Regions from separate parts of the Mus musculus genome. Here all the other regions are linked to region 1. Evidence: chromatin contacts called from public HiChIP or PLAC-seq and Micro-C data. All regions are on one chromosome and are shown on one strand. The core of a region is the stretch at or near the end of the contact, and the rest is flanking DNA. Distances in the headings are between cores, read along the strand shown. Region 1 overlaps Atg4a (autophagy related 4A, cysteine peptidase). Region 2 holds the start of Psmd10 (proteasome (prosome, macropain) 26S subunit, non-ATPase, 10). Region 3 overlaps Atg4a (autophagy related 4A, cysteine peptidase).

Region 1 (3,550 bases), core at 51-2,550:
AGATGGGCAGGGGCAGAGGGGCAGAGGACAGAGGCAGAGGAGGAGGGGTAGAGGCAGAGGCAGACAAGCAGAGACAAACACAGATGGGCAGGGACAGAGGGGCAGAGGCAGAGAGGCAGAGAGGCAGAGGCAGAGGGGCAGGGCAGAGGCTGAGTAGCAGAAGCAGAAGTGCAGAGATTAGAAGCAGAAGGCCAGAGAGGCAGAGACAGAGGCAGAGGTGCAGAGGCAGAGGGGCAGAGGCAGATGGGGAAGGGCAGAAGGGCAGAGGCAGAGGGGCAGAAGCTGCGGTGCAGAGGTCAGAAGCAGAAGGACATAAGGGCAGAGACAGAGGCAGAGGGGCAGAGGCAGGGGACAGAAGACAGTGGCAAATGGGGAAGAGGCAGAGGCAGAGGTGCAGAGAAGACAGGCCTGGGCAGAGGGCCAGAGAGGAAGAGGTAGAGAGGCAGAGGGGCAGAGGACAATGGCAGAGGCAGAGGGGCAGAGACAGAGGTAGATGGTAGGGGCAGAGGTGCAATGCCATAGTTAGGGACAGAGGCAGAAAGGCAGTGGCCGATGTGCAGAGGCAGAGGCAGAGGCAGACAGGCAGGGGCAGATTGGCATAGGTAGAGGGGCAGAGGCAGAAACAGAGGGCCAGAGGCAGACAGGCAGGGGCAGAAGGTCAGAGGCAGAGGGGCAGAAGCTGAGGTGCAGAGATAAGAATCAGAAGGGCATACGGACAGAGACAGAGGTAGAGGGGCAGAAGCAGTGGGGCATTGAACAGTGGCAATTGAGGCAGAGAAAACAGGCCTGGGTAGAGGGGCAGATAGGCAGAGGAAGAGGTAGAGAGGCAGAGGGGCAGAGGCAGAGGGGCAGGGGCAGAGGCTGAGTATCAGAAGCAGAGGTGCAGAGGTCAGAGCCAGAAGGTCAGAGAGGCAGAGATAGAGGCAGAGGGGTAGAGGCTTAGGGGCAGAGTCTGAGAGGCAGAGGCAGAGGAGCAAAAGACAGAGACAGAGGCAGAGGGGTACAGGCAGATGTGCCTGAACAGAGGGGTAGATACAGAGGCACAGGAAGAGGCAGAGAGTCAGAGGGGCAGAGGACAATGGCAGAGGCAGAGGGGCAGAGGCAGAAGGACAGAGGCAGAGGCAGAGACAGATGGTAGGGGCAGAGGTGCAATGCCACAGTTAGAGACAGAGACAGACAGGCAGGCGCAGATTGGCAGAGGCAGAGGGGCAAGGGGAAGAGGCAGATGGGGAGGGGCAGAGGGGCAGAAGGGCAGAAGGGCAGAGGCAGAGGCACAGAAGGGCAGAGGCAAAGGGGCAGAAGCTGAGGTGCAGAGGTCAGAAGCAGAAGGGCATAAGGGCAGAGACAGAGGCAGAGGGGCAGAGGATAGTGGCAAATTGGCCAGAGGCAGAGGCAGGGGGGGCAGAGAAGACATGCTTGGACAGAGGGGCAGAGAGGCAGAGGAAGAGGTTGAGAGGCAGAGGGGCAGAGACAGACAGGCAGGGGCACAGGCTGAGTATCAGAAGCAGAGGTCAGAGGCAGAAGGGCAGAGGGGCAGAGAGGCAGAGACAGAGGCAGAGGGGTAGAGGCTTAGGGGCAGAATCTGTGAGTCAGAGGAGTAGAAAACAGAGACAGAGGCAGAGGGGTACAGGGAGACATGCAGGGGCAGAGGGGAAGATTCAGAAGCAGTGGGCTAGAGGCAGAAGAAGAGGCAGAGAGGCAGATGGGCAGAGGACAATGGCAGAGGATAATGGCAGAGGCAGAGGGACAGAGACAGAGGCAGATGGTAGGGGCAGAGGTGCAGTGGCACAGTTAGAGACAGAGGCAGACAGGCAGGGGCAGATGGGCAGAGGCAGAGGGGCAGAAGACAGAGACAGAGGCAGAGGTGTACAGGGAGAAATGCAGGGGCAGAGAGGCAGATACAGAGGCAGTGGGGCAGAGGCAGAGGAAGAGGCAGAGAGGCAGAGGGGCAGAGGACTTTGGCAGAGGCAGAGGGGCAGAGGCATAGGGACAGAGACAGAGGCAGATGGTAGGGGCAGAGGTACAATGCCACAGGTAGAGACATAGGCAGACAGGCAGGGGCAAATGGGCAGACACGGAGGGGCAGGGGCAGAGGCAGAGGGGCAGAGGCAGACAGGCAGGGGCAGTTGGGCAGAGGCATACAGGCAGAGGGCAGAGTTAGATGGGGAGGGCCAGAGGGGCAGAAGGGAAGTGGCAGAGGGGCAGAAATTCAGAGGCGGAGGGGCAGAAGCTGAGATGCAGAGGTCAGAAGGACATACGGGCAGAAACCGTGGCAGAAGGGCAGAGGAAATTGGCAAATGGGGCAGAGGCAGAGGCAGAGGGCCAGAGAAGGCAGACAAGCTGAGACAGAGGCAGATGGGCAGGGGCAGATGGGCTGAGAGGCAGAGGGGCAGAGGGGCAGAGAGAGGGACAGAGGCATAGGGGCAGAGTCAGAGAATCAGAGGCAGAGGCAGAGGCAGAGGGGCAGAAGCTGAGAGGCAGAGGCTTAGGGGCAGAGGCAAAGGCAAAAGGGCTGAGGCAGAGGTAGAGGGGCAGAGAAGACAGGCCTGGGCAGAGGGGCAGAGAGGCTGAGGAAAAGGTAGAGAGGCAGAGGGACAGAGGCAGATGGGCAGGGGTAGAGGCTGAGTAGCAGAAGTAGTGGTGCAGAGGTCAGAGGCAGAAGGGCAGAGAGGCAGAGACAGAGGCAGAGGGGTAGAAGCCTTTGGGCAGAGTCTGAGAGGCAGAGGAGCAGAAGACAGAGACAGAGGCAGAGGGGTATAGGGAGACATGAAGGGGCAGAGGGGCAGATACAGACACAGAGGGGCAGAGGCAGAGGGGCAGAGGTAGAGGGGCAGAGGACAGAGACATAGGCTGAGGGACAGAAGCAGAGGCAGAGTGGCAGAGGAAGGGGCAGTGTGGAAGAGGCAGAGGGGCAGAGGACAGATGCAGAGGCAAAAGGGCAGAAGCACAGGGGCAGATGACAGAGTCAGAAGCAGAGGGGCAGAGGTTGAGGGCAGATGACAGAGTCAGAGGCAGAGGCAAAGGGGCAGAGGCAGAGGGCCAGAGGTCAGAGAGAGAGAGGCAGAGGGGCAGAGGCAGTTGGGCAGGGGCAGAGGTTGAGTAGCAGAAGTAGAGGTGAAGAGGTCAGAGGCAGAAGGGCAGAGAGTCAGAGGTGCAGAAGTGCAGAGGCAGAGGCGCAGTGGACAGAGACAAAGTCTGAGGGACAGAGGCAGAGGGGGCAAAGATCAGAGGTAGAGTGGCAGAGGTAGAGGCAGAGGGCAAGAGAGGCAGAGGGACAGAGGCCGAAGAGCTGAAGAGAGAGACAGTGGCAGAGGGCCAGAGGTAGATGGGCAGGGGCACAGTGGCAGAGGGTCGGAAGACAGCAGCAAAGTCAGAGGGGCAGAGGCAGAGGGGCCGAGGACAGAGGCAGAGCCGAAGGGGCAGAGGCAGAGGCAGAGGCAGATGGGCAGAGGCAGAGGCAGATGGGCAGAGGCAGAGGCAGAGATTCAGATAAAGAGAGGCAGAGGTTGAGGGGCATAGGCAGAGGGGCCGAGGACAGAGCCAGAGGCAA
Region 2 (3,550 bases), core at 338-2,837, 190 kb before region 1:
GGAGTTACAGGAAGTTGGGAAAAAAGGAAGGTATGTGTTCCTAACCACTGGGCCACCTCTGCAGTCCTGCCGAGGTTTCTTTAAAACAGAATCCTAAAGGCCATGACTGTTCACCTCTAATTATTTCAGCACCTAAAAAATAAAATCACTTTTGTAAAACAAACAAGCACAAGATCATTATTGGACCTTTTAAAGTGACATTCCTTAACTCTTTGTCATGGTGGTAATGCAAACCTTCCAGAACTTGGGAGGCTGGACAGGAGGATCTTCATTGGAAGGACAGCCTGGATTACATAGGGAGATCATATCTTAAATAACAACAAAAAATTTACATAAAGTAAAAAAAATTATCCCACTTAAAACCAATAGTCTCCTATAAGCCCATTTCCAGGTGGTTTACATCTGGATGCAAATAAAGTCTATAAATTAATTGCATTTGGTTGTTGTATTTAACTTCTTAATCCTGATTAGCAGTCTCTTTTATGTCACTGACTCCTTATTTTTAGTGGATTAAGTCTTAATACACGTTATTAAATTTAAACCACATCACCAGACCATCACAAAAGCAAACGCGGTGAACATAGGGGAATTCTACTGTTGAGTAATAAAGGAAAATTCCAGGACAAAAAAAAGCAGTCTCTCCGATTTCTCTTCTAAAAGAGACAACATGGAAGTTCTGAAGTATGATGTACTGTCTTACTAATGTTTAACACTTGCCTCTCAACACAGAAGGCAACCTATGATTTGGAAAGTCACAATAAAAACCTGAGACTTAGTTGATCTGAACAGAAATACTTCCCAATGTCCATTCTCTTTTGTTTGCCACAGTTCACTCGCCCCACATGGAACCCCATTCTTTCTTCACAGTGTAAATCACCTCCCCTTCTATACAAAGCCCTTCCCAACTATTCCTATCATGTCTTCTCCTTCTATGTTCTGAAATGATGTAAACTTCTTTCTGGGGGATTTAAAATATGTAATAAGACATGTACCGTTATTTCATTTATGCCTGTTTTTTTCCGACTTGACTGAAATTCCCAGCTCCTCTCAAACTTCCTGACATACACACAAAGGGCATTTGGTTACTCGTGGGCCACTGACTGGGATTACAACTAAAGAAAAATCCACCTAACAAGCTTTTTTCACAGATCTCCATCGCGCTGTCTCTTAACTCTGGAAATTTCTGAGAAAAGCGGTGGGTGTTCTAGAAATATATGAAATTCAGCAAGCTTAGCTTCCCCTCCCCACCCTGTCCCAAAGTCTCTGAGGGGTTACAGTTGGACCAGGAGTCGTGTTTTAACCCAAGGCTACTAGAGGGAGGAGTGGGCGGGAGGAGCGCAGAAGTGGCCTCACACCAAGTTAGGACCCGGAAGCCATGTAGGGCTTCGTTGACACCCGCTGCTAGGCGACAAGCCCTCGGGCTGGTTTACCTGATCAGTTCTAGTAGCCAGAGATTTATCAGCCAAAATGCGCTCCTTCAACTCATCCAGCTTCCCACTGTAGGCCAGGTTACAGATCATTATGTTAGACACACACCCCTCCATTTCGCCTTCCCAAGACCTCCGTGAAACTCAAGCCCCGCCCACTCGCATTTCCTGTTCCGGCGACCAATCAAAGTACTAGAAATTCTCCAATCACTGATCTTTGTTTTCCTTGTAGCCCCGCCCATAGCCTGGAGCTTCTGGGAGTTGCAGTTTGAAAGCAGATCCAGGCCTGGAGGCGTCTTTGGAAGTCACTCAGTTCCGGGTCCTAGCAAAGTGGAACTACAAGTCCCAGAATCCTTAGAGAAAGCCGTAGTCAAGTTGCCGGTGGAATTGGCCCAGGATGACAGCTGGAGAATGGAGTCAGGTAATGGGAGCGGCTTCTGGTAGTACTGTGTGAAAAAGCTAGGGTGGGTGGTCTTTGGTGGGCCAGTAAGTTGGCCACATGAAATGAAAACTGTAGCAGCGCAAGAGAGTTCTGGGATCCTACAGATCTTGTCCCTCGGGGCCCTCACTTGCAGTGGCAGGCGGAAGGGACAGAGTTGGAGCAGAGTACTACCTCTGAGCTTGAACCATTGACTGTAGCTACCCTCCCCCTCCCTACCACTGTTTAAGGAGTGGAAAGAAGCACAGGCTAGTTACTCTGGCATTTCTCCGGAGTGGCATCAGAGTAAGGCTCTGCTACAACACAGGTTATACATTACACCATACAGAGGTGATGTGCCAGAATGATGCTAAAGACAGGGTGTGATGCCATAGGAGCCACTAGATACCTAAGAGACCTCAGTGAGTAACAGCGGTCACCTTAGGGATATCAGGGTATATGATGTTGTCACTTTAATAACATGGTAATGGCAATTACCATCGAGACTTTGCTAGATTGCTAAGCTAACAATGTGGATTTTTTTTTAAAGGTGAATTTCCAAATAGTGCTGCAGCAGAAGAGATGCAAGGCTTATCTTTTATAGAAAATATCAAAAAAGACATTAGAAAAATGTTAAAGATATATTTTTTAAAGTGACTGATGAAGTTTGTCTCCTTTGTTATGGTATAGAACAGGGCTTAGCAAACTTTTTATATAACGCCAGATCATAGTTATTTTAAGCTTTGCAGGACAGATGATAAAACCAACTCGAGAACACAAGTTATGACAAATGTTAATTGATGAAATTCGGGATATAATAATAGTGGAGTATGTGTTTATATAATGCTTTTAGCTTTTTAAAATTTTGTGTGAGTGTGTTTTCTGCCTGCATGTGTGTCTGTACACCGTGTGAATGTTGGATCCTCTGAGATCTGAGTTAGACAGTGTGAGTTGCCATGTGTGTACTGAGAATTGAACTCAGGTCTTCTGGAAGAGCAACCAGTGCTCTTAAACCCTGAGCCATCTTTCCAGACCCCAGTGAAATTTATTTTTAACACAGAAATACTAAGAGAACGGAATTCTTTGAGGGAAGTACTGTTTGCTTAGCTGATGTTTAAAGTTGCTATTTTCTATCATTAAAATTTATTCCAAATGTTCTTTTTAATCTTTAGAAAACTCTTTGAAAATATGTTTTCATGCAGTAAGTTATGTCCAAATATTGATAATCCAGGAACATATTCTTTTAAATACTAATTATTTTATTGCATCTTATTGATTGTGTGTGACCTGATTCAGCTTCTAAGAGTGTTGGTTTCTCTCCTCTCCTCTCCTCTCCTTTCCTCTTCTCTCTTCTCCCTCCCTCCCTCCCTCCCTCCTTCCCTCCCTCCGTGTGTGTGTGTGTGTGTGTGTGTGTGTGTGTGTGTGTACACTTACATACATGATGCCTGGCATGAGTGTGGAAGTCAGAGAACACTATTGGGAGTTGATTCTCTCCTTCAAGCATGTTGGGCCTGGGGATTTACCACAGGACATTGGGCTTACTTATGGAACCATCTGGAAAGCCATAAATTCTGATTTTGATTTAAATCAATGTAATAATTTTTCCATAAAGGTTTTAGATTTATAGAAAAATTGCAAAGTCCAGTGCAGTGACTCACACCTTTAACCCTAGTTCTTGGGAAGCAGAGGCAGCAGATCTTTGAGT
Region 3 (3,550 bases), core at 481-2,980, 150 kb before region 1:
AGTTGTCATGGGCCAGGGAAGGGTGTGGGACAAAAATGTTCCTGGGATATAGGTTCTGGTGTGTGGGCATTGCTTAAGTTTAGGGAAAATGTGGTAAGCTCCTTCTGTCTCCAAACTGATCTATACAGAGTGATTCTTCTTTCCTTGTGCTTGCTGAACACCAGGTCCCCATTAATACATCTGCTTCTGCCTTTGGTAGGATAGTTTTGATCTTTCCGACTGGTTGGACACAAGGTTATTGCCCCAGAATGGTTCTTTTTGCATGGGGGTCGGAGGACAGAGGGGTTTCTGTATTTTGGCTTTGCTGATATCCTTCTTATTGAAGGCAGAGGGGCAGAAGCAGAGGAGCAGAGGCAGAGGGGCAGAGACAGAGGCAGAGTAGCAAAAGACAGAGGCAGAGGCAGAGAGGCAGAGGGGCAGAGACAGACAGGCAGAGACAGAGGCAGACAGGCAGGGGCAGAGGGGCAGAGGCAGAAGTTCAGGAGCATCCACTGGTTTCTCAGGTCAATACTAATAAACTAGCTATCTCATTATTTCAAGTCATGAAGAGGCAGGAAGTAGAAGATACAAAGCAGAGTTGTGCCTTTCCCAAAAGTGCGACTAAGACATTAAACTACAAACCTCTAAAATTGTTTGTGGTATAGCACTCTTTTAATCCCAACAAAAGGGATGCAGAGGCAGAGGGGCAGAAGCAGAGGGCAGAGGGGCAGAGGGGCAGAGGCAGAGGAGCAGAATCAGAGGGGCAGAGGGGCAGAGGAGAGGCAGAGGGGCAGAGGAAGAGGGGCAGAGGCAAAGGCCAAAGGTCAGAGGCTGAGAGGCAGAGGCCAAGAGGCAGAGAGGCAGGGGCACAGGGGCAGAGAAAAATGGCAGAGATAGAGGTGTAGAGGCAGATGGGCAGAGACAGAGGCAGAGAGGCAGAGGGGAAGAAGGGCAGGGGGCAGAGGACAGAGGAAGAGGCAGAAGGAGAGAGGCAGAGGCAGAGGGGCAGAGGCAGAGGCAGAAGCAGAGGCAGAGGACAATGGCAGAGGCAATGGGGTAGAGGCAGAAAGGCTGAGTAAAAGGCAGATGGGCAGGGGCAGAGGGGAAAAGGCAAAGTTAGAGACAGAGGCAGAGAGACAGAGGCAGAGAGGCAGAGGCAGAGAGGAAGAGGCAGAGGGGAAGATTCCAAGAGGCAGAGGGGCAGAGAACAGAGGTAGAGGCTGAGAGAAAAAGGCAGAGGTAGAGGGGCAGAGGGAAGAGGGAGAGGGGCAGATGCAGAGGCAGAGGGGCAGCAGAGGCAGAGAGACAGAGGGACATAGGACAATGACAGAGGGAGAGGGGCAGAGGCAGAGAGAGCGAGGGGCAGAGGACAGTGACAGAGGCAGAGGGGCAGAGGCAGAGGGGCAGAGACAGAGGCAGAAGGGCAGGGGCAGAGGTGCAGTGGCACAGTTAGAGACATAAGCAGACAGGCAGGGGCAGATGAGCAGAAGCAGAGGGGCAGAGGCAGATGGGGAGGGACAGAGGGGCAGAAGCTGAGTTGAAGAGGTCAGAGGCAGAGGGCCATATGGGCAGAAACAGAGGCAGAGGAGCAGAGGCAGGCATCATAGGCAGAGGGGCAGAGGACAGAGACAGAGGCAGAGTGGCAGAGGCAGTGGGGCAGAGACAGATGGAGAGGTTCAGAGGGGCAGAGTCAGAAGCAGAGGGGCAGAGGCAGAGAGGCATAGGCAGAGGAGTAGAGGAGTGGGGCAGATACAGAGGGGCAGAGGCAGAGGCAGAGGTAGAGGGGCACAGGCAGACAACCTCAGCAGAGGGCCAGAGAGGCTGAGGCAGAGGTAGAGAGGCAGAGGGGCAGAGGCAGAGGGGCAGAGGACAGAGCCATGGGCAATGGGGCAGAGGCAAACAGGCAGGGGCAGAGGGGTAGAAGGGCAGAGGGGAAGAGGGGCAGAGAACAGAGGCTGAGAGAGAAAGGCAGAGGGGCAGAGGGAAGAGGGAGAGGGGGAGATGCAGAGGCAGAGGGGCAGAGGCAGAGAGACAGAGGGGCAGAGGACAATGACAGAGTCAGTGGGGCAGGGACAGAGGCAGAGAGACAGAGGGGCAGAGGACAGAGACAGAGGCAGAGGGGCAGAGGCAGAGGGGCAGGGGCAGAGGCAGAGAGACAGAGGGGCAGAGGACAATGACAAAGCCTAGGGGCAGAGGAAGGGGGCAGAGAAGAGGCATAAGGGCAGGGGCAAAGGTGCAGTGGCACAGTTAGTGACATAGGCAGAGGCAGGGGCAGATGGTCAGAGGCAGAGGGGCAGAGGCAGATGGACAGAAGCTGAGCTGAAGAGGTCAGAGGCAGAGGGGCATATGAGCAGAAACAGAGGCAGGGGAGCAGAGGCAGGCATCAGAGGCAGAGGGGTAGAGGACAGAGACAGAGGCAGAGGGGCAGAGGCAGTGGGGCAGAGACTAATGGAGAGGTTTAGAGGGGCACAGTCAGAAGCAGAGTGGCAGTGGCAGAGAGGCATAGGCAGAGAAGTAGAGGAGTGGGGCAGAAACAGAGGGGCAGAGGCAGAGGCAGAGTGGTAGAGGCAAACAGGCAGGGGCAGAGGGGCAGTTGCAGATGCAGAGGCAGAGGCAGAGGCAGAGGCAGAGGCAGAGGCAGAGGCAGAGGCAGAGGCAGAGGGGCGGAGGCAGACAGGCCTGAGCAGAGGGCCAGAGAGGCTGAGGCAGAGGGACAGAGACAGAGGGGCAGAGGACATTGCCATAGGCAGTAGGTCAGAGGCAAACAGGCAGGGACAGAGGGGCAGAGGGGCAGAGGGGCAGAGGGGCAGAGGGAAAGAGGGGAAGAGGGGCAGAGGGGTAGAGAACAGAGGCTGAGAGAGAAAGACAGAGGCAGAGGGGCAGAGGGAAGAGGGAGAGGGGCAGAGGCAGAGGGGCAGAGGCAGAGAGACAGAGGGGCAGAGGACAATGACAGAGTCAGCGGGGCAGGGACAGAGGCAGAGAGACAGAGGGGCAGAGGACAATGACAGAGGCAGAGGGCCAGAGGCAGGGGGCAGAGACAAATGCAGAAGGGCAGGGGCAGAGGTGCAGTGGCATAGTTAGAGACATAGGCAGACAGGCAGGGGCAGATTGGCAGAGGCAGAGGGGCAGAGGCATATGGGGAAGGGCAGAGGGGCAGAAGCTGAGCTGCAGAGGTCAGAGGCAGAGGGTCATATGGGCAGAAATGGAGGCAGAGGAGCAGAGGCAGGCATCAGAGGCAGAGGGGCAGAGAACAGAGGCAGAGGTTGAGAGAAAGGTAGAGGCAGAGGGGCAGAGGAAAGAGGGAGAGGGGCAGATGCAGAGGGGCAGAGAGCCAGAGGGGCAGAGGACAATGACAGAGGCAGAGGGCAGATGCAGGGGGACAGAGACAGAGGCAGAAGGGCAGGGGCAGAGGTGCAGTGGCACAGTTAGAGACATAGGCAGAAAGGCAGGGGCAGATGGGTAGAGGCAGAGGGGCAGAGGCAGATGGGGAGGGACAGAGGGGCAGAAGCTGAGCTGAAGAGGTCAGGGGCAGAGGAGCATATGGGCAGAAACAGAGGCAGCAGAGCAGAGT

Evidence for each region. Hi-C and Micro-C count contacts between places; a contact is called where the count stands out from the background. HiChIP or PLAC-seq counts read pairs in DNA pulled down with a chosen protein or histone mark.
Region 2: a contact with region 1 is called in an H3K4me3 HiChIP or PLAC-seq map of fetal liver, with 3 times the contacts expected there. The contact joins the promoter of Psmd10 here to the enhancer-like site in region 1. A contact is called at or near these places in 12 of 39 promoter capture datasets (the 3T3-L1 cell line, 3T3-L1-derived adipocytes, the C10 cell line and 5 more), 2 of 15 datasets of contacts at CTCF or cohesin (CD8 T cells and pro-B cells), 10 of 484 Hi-C or Micro-C datasets (the C2C12 cell line, the HPC-7 cell line, bone marrow-derived macrophages and 6 more), 10 of 115 datasets of contacts at active chromatin or transcription factors (the 230-238 cell line, CD8 T cells, bone marrow-derived dendritic cells and 6 more) and 4 of 9 other capture datasets (adipose tissue, liver, macrophages and 1 more).
Region 3: a contact with region 1 is called in a Micro-C map of palatal mesenchyme, with 4 times the contacts expected there. The contact joins two enhancer-like sites. A contact is called at or near these places in 49 of 484 Hi-C or Micro-C datasets (the AML12 cell line, B cells, the C2C12 cell line and 31 more), 3 of 115 datasets of contacts at active chromatin or transcription factors (cardiomyocytes, fetal liver hematopoietic progenitor cells and large pre-B cells) and 1 of 9 other capture datasets (adipose tissue).

The regions. Positions count from the first base shown.
Region 1 is chrX:141,149,566-141,153,115 of GRCm38.p6, forward strand. All of the region lies in intron 9 of Atg4a (autophagy related 4A, cysteine peptidase), which reads left to right. Among named protein-coding and RNA genes, the nearest start is that of Gm39539, 32 kb to the right of the region's middle. Within about 2 kb of position 1,301, at least 44 of the 459 cell types and tissues checked have an H3K27ac peak or open chromatin away from gene starts, as enhancers often do. A contact at or near this core is called in CD8 T cells, Th2 cells, fetal liver and 3 more, where this site is marked.
Region 2 is chrX:140,955,124-140,958,673 of GRCm38.p6, forward strand. Psmd10 (proteasome (prosome, macropain) 26S subunit, non-ATPase, 10) reads right to left here and starts at 1,588. Exons shown (of 5, transcript NM_016883.4): 1 at 1,431-1,588. The coding sequence starts at 1,544. It overlaps Atg4a (autophagy related 4A, cysteine peptidase), which reads left to right and starts at 1,784. Exons shown (of 13, transcript NM_174875.5): 1 at 1,784-1,848. The coding sequence starts at 1,839.
Region 3 is chrX:140,995,666-140,999,215 of GRCm38.p6, forward strand. All of the region lies in intron 9 of Atg4a (autophagy related 4A, cysteine peptidase), which reads left to right. Among named protein-coding and RNA genes, the nearest start is that of Atg4a, 41 kb to the left of the region's middle. Within about 2 kb of position 1,731, at least 39 of the 459 cell types and tissues checked have an H3K27ac peak or open chromatin away from gene starts, as enhancers often do. A contact at or near this core is called in CD8 T cells, Th2 cells, palatal mesenchyme and 1 more, where this site is marked.